Regions from separate parts of the Pan troglodytes genome. Here region 1 is linked to region 2. Evidence: chromatin contacts called from public Hi-C data. All regions are on one chromosome and are shown on one strand. The core of a region is the stretch at or near the end of the contact, and the rest is flanking DNA. Distances in the headings are between cores, read along the strand shown.

The links. Hi-C and Micro-C count contacts between places; a contact is called where the count stands out from the background.
Region 1: a Hi-C map of stem cell-derived neural progenitor cells shows a contact between it and region 2, with 2.0 times the contacts expected there. The contact joins the promoter of MEX3C here to the promoter of ME2 in region 2. A contact is called at or near these places in 1 of 7 Hi-C or Micro-C datasets (stem cell-derived neural progenitor cells) and 1 of 1 datasets of contacts at active chromatin or transcription factors (stem cell-derived excitatory neurons).

Annotation. Positions count from the first base shown.
Region 1 is chr17:61,247,903-61,252,170 of NHGRI_mPanTro3-v2.0_pri, forward strand. MEX3C (mex-3 RNA binding family member C) reads right to left here and starts at 2,734. Exons shown (of 2, transcript XM_001155789.7): 1 at 1,620-2,734. The coding sequence starts at 2,373.
Region 2 is chr17:60,935,760-60,939,985 of NHGRI_mPanTro3-v2.0_pri, forward strand. ME2 (malic enzyme 2) reads left to right here and starts at 2,800. Exons shown (of 16, transcript XM_024350844.3): 1 at 2,800-3,492.

The DNA of each region.
Region 1 (4,268 bases), core at 1,484-3,983, 310 kb after region 2:
ATGTTCTCTTACCTGAGACTTTGTCACACTAAATACACTATAGTTAGTGCCATTCTACTGTTTATTAGACTGTTATCTTCTTAAGGGCAGAAAGTCTGAATTAACTTCACATTCTCAACTCAATACCACAAACTCAAAACCTGGCAAAATACAAGCTTGGTACATAGCGATTCCTCAGTGTTCTTACATGAATGGTCAACTCATTCTGATCCAAATTGAGATGTTGTAATTTTATCCCATGTAAATAAAAGTTTTCTCCTGGATTATTACTCTAAGTATCGCCAAAACCAAACAATCCAGGTATTTGAAACTCATTAACCAGAAGAACGACAAGCATAAGCTATCTTTCAATTGAAAGGTCCAGCTTTGAACAGTGTCTGTAAGTGCCAATCATCAGGCAGTCTGAACTAAGCTATCTCCTTTATCCAGATTTCAGATGAGTTTTTATTAAAATCCTACAGATAGGAAAGAAATAAGCCAAGTCTGATATGTGAAACCACCATTTCGACAGAGCTCTTATTTATGTGTACTTTAGACCACTTGGGAAAGATGAGATCATTTAAGCGGCAGCGCCATCATCTCTCTTTATTTGACCCCAACAATGCTCTCAACCTAACAGTAAAGAGGCATGCATCAACCAGGCTAAACCACATTGTCATGCGGTGGCAGCAGGTAACATCTGCCCCTTTCATAAAGGGGAAATGCTACCATAAAGAACTTAGGACCTTCCCTAAAAATGTCGGATACAGAGGTACCCCAGGCATCCCCTTCCCCCACCTTCACAAATCTACTCCTGGAATCTGAGACATAGGTCCTTTGTCTGAACAATGTGGGAGGAGTCTGTCTGCAGTACTGGTGTGCTAGCAAGTGAAGAGGAGAATTAACTGAAAACTGTATAAACCGATGAAGTTTCTTAATTACCTTAGTGTCCATTTTTTCTTCATCCTGCACACCGAACAGCTTTAAAAGACAGCCAGTGTGTCAGTGTGTCTTTCCGAGAGTTGAAACGTATCGAGAGAAAATACAGTTAAGATAGGCGGCAGTGAGTTGGGCTGCTTTTCCAAAGCTAAGTTTCTCAACAGCGGAGGGGGGGCAGGGGATGGCGGTGATACCGACCATTTGAACACCCCTTCCCTCCCCAGTGAGCTCTGTCTACAGGCCTCCATTTCTGTTCTTTTCTCCATCTGAACAAGTTCTTGTAAGGAAGGCTGAACGCTTTTAGAAGACACTCGGCGGCGCAAACTTGCAATCTCGAAGCTTTCCGTACCCAACAGCGAACCCACAACTCCTCGAGCCCGACCTTTTACCACCTCACTGAGGTTTCTGGTGCCACGCCAGCCTGGTGTTCCACGAATACAGCCCAAGTAACGTGAACACCACCGGACTGGGTCGCCCGAGAAACTTCACACTTTTTACCAGGCAAGACGGGCGGAAAAGCGTGGGTTTTCGCAAGGTGACCCATCTTCACATCTGGTCGACCCTCGGCTCCTCCCAGACCCCTTCGCGGTGGACTTGGGGGCCTCGCCGGGTTCGCCTTTTCCGTCCCACGCTCCTTTCTCTCGTCTCCCCACCCACGCCCGGGGCCATGCCCAGCTGGACCTCCCCACCCCTGCACTCACCCTGGCGGCCGACGATCTCGGCGACGTGCTCGGAGCTGGGCACCGGGACGCACTCGGTGGTGTTCACGCTCTTTCTCCGGAGCAGGGCCGCCTGCTCCCCGTTCAGGGCGGCCGCCGCCGCCCCACAGCCGCCGGGGCCGTAGGCGTGGGACAGCATCGCCGCCATCATGCCCTGGGCATCGTCCCCTCCGTACAGCACCCCCGCCGCCGCCGCCGCGGCCGCCGCCTCCCGGGCATCGAAGCTGGCGGCTGGCAGCAGCACAGACCCCAGGGACCCGCCTGGGATCTGCTGGGTCTGAGAGGCGGTGGCCGCGGGCGGCGACAGCAGCAGCAGCGACGACCGGTCCTCCTCCTCTGCTTCCTCCAGCTCCTCCTCCTCCAGCAGGTCTCCGTCCAGCTCCGCTTCCTCCCCCTCCTCCTCGTCCTCTTCCAGCTCCAGCTCGGCCGCCTCCGGGGCCCCGGGCCGGCCGGGCGGAGCCCGCTCCTCTGGAGACAGCCCCGCCGCCCGCCGGGCCTGGCCCTGCGCCGCCGCTGCCGGGGCCCGAAGCGCCGGGGCGCCGGGCTCCGCCGGGCTGGGGTCGTCGAGGCCTAGCGCGGCCAAGCGCTCCCTCAGCAGGAGCCCGTCCCCCTCGAGCTCCGGGCCGCCCGAGGGCGGCGGCAGAGGCGGCGGTGGCGGCGGCGGCGGCGGGGGCGGCTGCGGCAGGGGGGCCGGGGCCGCCGCCAGGGCCAGGGCCGCGGAGCTGCCGCTGGGCATCGCGGCGGCGCGCTGTCAATGGCGGCGGCGGCGGCCGGGTCAGGCGCGGCAGGCGGCGAGCCCCATGGCGGACAGGGCCAGGGCCCTGCTCAGCTCGCAAACACCTTTCCTCTGGGGAGGCGGCGGGGCTGGGGACCCGGGCCGAGGAGCGCCAGGGCCGCCCGGAGACCGGAGAGGGCGGGGTGGAGGGGCAGGGGAAGGAGGCAGAGGTAGGTAACTAGGTGGGTGGGTGGGGACGGCGGCGGGGCGGGCTGGTGGAGGTGGCAGCGGCTCCCCTCTCAGGGTTTCTTTTGTTTCATGGCCTTAACCAGCCCCCGGCGCGCGCGGCGGCGGCGGCTACGCCCCACGCCGCTCTCCGAATGAAGCCGGCGCGCTCTGATTGGGTGCTTTTAATCTCTGGGAGCCCGCCTTCTCCTCCCGCAGCCTTCCAACTCCTTTCCCCAGCCCCACCCCCCACCCTCCTTCGGGCCCCGCCCCTCCCCTCCCCAGAGCTCTCTGATTGGGTGACCGGGACCAGCCAGTTCCCGAAGCCTACTCCTTCCGTCCTCTCCCCGCCCACCTCCCTCTCATTCCTCCCGGCAAGCGCGGAGAGGGACTGTGATTGTTCACTTTACACGTCACTCTTTGTGACGTCCCCGGCGGGGGCGGGAAAAAGGAGGCGGACGAAGGCGCTGCTGCAGAGGCTGAAACTAAGGGCCAAGCGGGGTTTTGGCGCAGGCGCGTGCCGTCGAAGCGCACACCTGGATTTGTTTCCCCTCAACCCTTCATCCCTGTAGCCCATGTGGCTGAGTTCTTTTAGGGAAGGCACTGTGTGAGCGGCCTGGAGCAGAGCTGCAGGCATACGTTCGAGAGCATTGTTTCCTCGGGTTGAGGAAGAGATCGCCCCCTTCAGAGGAAGGGCCTTAAGAAGGGTCACGGAAGGAGGGGCCACGCAGTATTCTCCTATCCCCTCGCGGGGGCGGTTTCCTGAGCCGCGTGGCTCCCGGGCCTTCCCTCTCGGACTCGGGAATGCTCCTCCCTCGGGGCCGGGCCCTCCCACGCCCCGCTGGCCCGGCTTCTCTGCCGGCAGGATGGTTACATCAGCAGCCTGGAGGTGCTGAAGTTTAGCTCTTCGGGGTTTTTTTTTTTTTTTTTTTAAACGGAGTCTAGCTGTGTCGCCCAGGCTGGAGTGCAGTGCTGCGATCTTGGCTCACTGCAACCTCCGCCTCCCGGGCTCAAGAGCTTCCCCTTGCAGTGGCTCACGCCTGTAATGCCAGCACTTTGAGAGGCTGAGGCGGGCGGATCACGAGGTCAGGTCAGGAGTTCGAGACCAGCCTGATCAACATGGTGAAATCCCGTCTCTACTAAAAATACAGAAATTAGCCGGGCGTGGTGGCGCACGCCAGTAATCCCAACTACTCGGGAGGCGGAGGCAGGAGAATCGCTTGAACCCGGGAGGTGGAGGTTGCAGTGAGCCAAGATCATGCCACTGCACTCCAGCCTGGGCGACAGAGCGAAACTGCGTCTTAAAAAAAAAAAAAAAAAAAAAAAAGAGTTTCTCCTGCCTCAGCCTCCCGAGTAGCTGGGATTACAGGCACCCACCACCACACCATGCTAATTTTTGTATTTTTTAGTAGAGATGGGGTTTCACCATGTTGGCCAGGCTGGTCTTGAACTCCTGACCTCACGTGATCCACCCGCCTCGGCCTCCCAAAGTGCTGGGATTACAGGCGTGAGCCATGGCATCTGGCCTCTCCTTTCACTCTTAGCTAAGCTAACGTCAATACAAGTTGTCCTTCAGAGCTCAGCTTAAACATCACTTCCTCTAGGGTGTCTTCCCTAACCTATTAGGTAAGGTAGATGTCCTGCAATTGGCTCTTATGGTGTCCTCTATGTCCCTAGCAACACTTTGCATT
Region 2 (4,226 bases), core at 1,550-4,049:
AATAATTTTAATAATATGTTGCATGAACCGAAAATATACAGAATAAAATTAAGATATTTCCATTCTTTACATGTTTTTGCACTGTCTGCAAATCCAATGTATATCTCAACTTAAAATAGCCACATTGCAAGTACTCAATAGCCATATGTCACTATATTGTAAAGGAAAAGGAGCCTGTGACATTGTGATAGAATAGGAATGTATATTTGGTCTCTGCCCTGGTTCCTGAGAAAAAGCTTCTAAATCCCTTGGAATTTCCTGAGTGACAGGGGCATCTTTTGTTCTAATGAGGCAACTCTTGGTGGGCTCCTAGATAGCCTCAGGATGGGGGCTGGTTGCCAGGGGAACCAACCATGTGATTAGAGGATTGGAACTTTTAGCTCCATCCTCTGCCCCCTGACCTCCTGGGAAGGAAGAGGAGATAAGGGTTGAGTTGATCTCCAATGGTCAATGATGTAATCAATCACACCTATGTAAGGAAGCCTCCATAAAACTTCAGAAGGATAGGGTTCAAAGAGCTTCCTGATTGCTGAACACGTGAAGGCATATGGAGGGTGGTAAGCCAAGAGAGGGCATGGAAGCTCCACACCCCTTGCCACATACTGTGCCCCATGCATCTCTTCCATCTGGCTGTTCATCTGTGTCCTTTATGACATCCTTTGTAATGTACGTAAAGTGTTTCCTTGAGTTTTGTGAGCCATCCTAGCAAATTAATATAACCCAGTGACAGGGTAATGGCAACCTGGGACTTGTGACTGGCATCTGAAGTGGGGGACACTCTTGTGAGACTGAGCCCTCAACCTGTGCGATGCGACACTATCTCCTGGTAGATAGCATCAGAATTGAGTTAAATTATAGGACACCCACCAGGTCACAGCTGAAGAACTGGTTGTTGGTGAAGAGCAACCCACACACATTTTGGTGACTAAAGGTGAAGTATTGTGTTCTGTGGTGACTGTGTGTGCACAGTAGCAGAAAAAGTTAGTTCTGTTTTCTTTTTCTTTTCTTTTCTTTTTTTTTTTTTTTTTTTTTGAGACGGAGTCTCGCTCTGTCGCCCAGGCTGGAGTGCAGTGGCGCGATCTCAGCTCACTGCAAGCTCCACCTCCTGGGTTCACGCCATTCTCCTTCCTCAGCCTCCCGAGTAGCTGGGACTACAGGCGCCCGCCACCAAGCCCGGCTAATTTTTTGTATTTTTAGTAGAGACGGGGTTTCACCGAGTTAGCCAGGATGGAATTCTGTTTTCATTAGGAAGTCTTTGACCAATCACTGTAAGTGGCTAAGGGGAAGGAAACTGTTGTCAGAGCAGACCAGAAAACAGCAGTGTCTACCTCCTTGACGGTAGCGGGTATTTAATAAGGAATAAATTGACTTCAATTTAAGCAAAATAAATTCCCTCCATGATAGCTCTCTACAACTTTCAATCTGGGATTATTCGAATGTAGGACAAACTGTCCTTAAATTCTTTAAATTGACAAACAATTGTATATAATTATGGTCGGGCGCGGGTGACTCATGCCTGTAATCCCAGCACTTTGGGAGGCCGAAGCAAGCAGATCACTTGAGGCCAGAAATTCGAGACTAGCCTGGGAAACATGGTGAGAAACCCCGGCTCTACTAAAAACACAAAAATCAGCTAGGCATGGTGGCGGGTGCCTGTAATCCCAGCTACTTGGGAGGCTGAGTCAAAAGAATCGCTTGAACCTGCAAGGCGGAGGTTTTGGTGAGTCAAGATCACGCCACTGCACTCCAGCCTGGGCGACAGAGCAAGACTCCATCTCGAAAGAAAAAAAATGTATATACTTTAATGCAATGGGATACAATGTAATGTTTCAATACATTGTGGAATGATCAAATTAGGCTAATATATCCATCACCTTACATACTTAATTCTTTTTGGTGAGAATATTTTAAATCTACTCTTTCAGCCATTGCGAAATATACATTATGAACTATAGTCACCATGCTGTGCGATATTTCTAAAACTTACTCCTGAAACTTTTTACCCTTTGACCAACATCTCCCCATTCCCCATCTACCCCCCAACACCCCCACAACTGTCTTTCAAAGACAAAGAATTTGACCTCTACTAATGAAGCGTTTATGTAGAAAGACACTGGTAATGTTTAGTTTCCTTCATCCAACCTGCTGCATCTTGTAAGTTCCTGGCAAGCAGAGTTACTTTAGGTCATGCATATTTATAACCTCTCCTTGCCTGCGGTGGTTATTATAGCAACCACACTTCTGGATTATCACCTAACTGGAGTTTCCTCCTCACAGGCCCCACCCTTCAATGTTCAGAGAGGGGCGATTGCCCCAGATTTTATTTAATTGTCAGAGTTTAGGAGGGAGCAATTCACTCTTCCCTACTTCCACTCCATCTTCTCAATCCTACATTTCCATCACTTTTAATTTTATTCTGCCTTGCCTCTTTTTTTATATTTTACATCTTATTTTTGAAATTGTCATTACCATGCCTTGTTTTAAGAGTACACAAGCTCATTATAGTAAAGAGTTTTGGGTGATAACATTTTCTGAAATAAGGGTGAAGAAATATCCTCCCATGTCACAACCGTTGGGAGGGCGGGGGTAGGGATGTTGGAAGGCACGGTCCCTGCTGCTTTCAAGGACAAGACAATTAAGTGTTCCGGTGCTTTTCTGAGGCAGAACATTGAACATCTATTTATGGTGACTGTGACAGTGGAGGTGATTGGTAAATTCACCGCAGGCAAATAACCTTGCCAGTAGCCATGAGGAGTGGCAAAGAATTCTGCAGAAGAGCAAGTCCTTTGCACACAAAACAGCTCGGAAAGTGAAAGCGTCGCTGAAGTGCGGAAGCCTCGCATTTCCTGGGTCCTCTTCCTCCTTCCTTTGCCGTCTCCTGCCCTCCTGTTCTCCCCCTTCCTCTGTGGCTCAGGCAGGACAGACCCCAACTCCCAGCTTCCCTGTTCTCCGCGGGTTCGGAGACTGGGACCCCCGGGCCAGGAGTGCTGGGGGCGCGGTCGGCCAGCCCCGGCTTCCTTCATGGAGCGGCGGAGCTCCACCTCCTTCTCTGCACTGCACTTCTCACATCCTCAGCATCGCGTCCACGAGGCCGCCCGCCCCGCCTCAGAACCGTAACCTCCAGGAGCTGGGTTGAGGAAGGCGCGGAGGACAGGAACCCCGGCGCCGGCAGCTAAGCCTCCAGACGGAGCCCGCCCCTCCGGCCGGTTCCTGCCTCCCATTGGCCCGCGAGCCCGTCCGTCTCCACCGTGGGCCACGCCTTCCCGGCCCCGCGGCTGGCCGGCTCCTCGCGCCCTCCCCTCACCCGGCCGCTCTTCGGGCCGCCTCTGGGTGTGGGGCCGCCCGCGCCAGTGTGAGCCTGAGCTGACGGCAGCTCCGGGAGGCTCGCAGAAGGGGAGGGCCGGGCGGCGCGGGAGCTGAGCATCGCCAGGGCGGGCGGCAGGGCGCGGCCTCTCCGCCGGGTGTACCACCTGTCGCGGCGCGAGACCTCTGGTAAGGCCCGGCGCGGTGGGGCCCGGGCGGGGGTCCGGGAGAGGAGCGGGCGCCGGCCTCCCCTGGCCCGGCCCCGAGAGCCCAGCGCTGCCGCGTCTCCGGCCTCCGCGCGTGCGGCCCCCGCCGTTGCCGGCCTGGAGGTGGGGGCTGGGGGAAGGGAAACGGTCCGCGGAGTCTGGGCTGAGGGCGAGGGACCGGCTACATCGCGGCGACCCAGGTTCCAGCGGCCGCGGCTCTACCCGGCGCGCGATTTCCAGGTTCCTCCGCCCGCTGGTGCCTGGGCGCCCCGCTCTCGCCCGGGAGCGAGGCCCTGGGCCTCCAAACGCCAGCATCTCTTTCTCGCTCTTTCTGCACCCCTCCACAAAAGGACTTCTGTGGCTGGAAACCCTTTGGCAAGTCTATCTCCTTTATTCAGTCGGGCCGAGTTAACGGCAGGAGTTAGGCTGTGTGTGTGGCTCCTCCCTTTAAAAAAAGACTTGCTGCGGGCTGGAGAGTTCTGAGATTGGACCGATTCCGTCTATTATGAAATGCCATCTGTGGACCGGGATTGGCAGGTGTTTCTTTCACGCTGGCGATAACTATCTCTGCATGTGGTGTTACCTAGGTGGTCCTAGGTTTGGACTTTCTTTTTTGGTTCCAGAGATAATTCTAGAAAATTTACGTTGCTTGTGGTGAGAAGCGTGATCAAATTATCACGTGCTTTCTTACAAAACGTTTTATCATCTTCTGTCTGT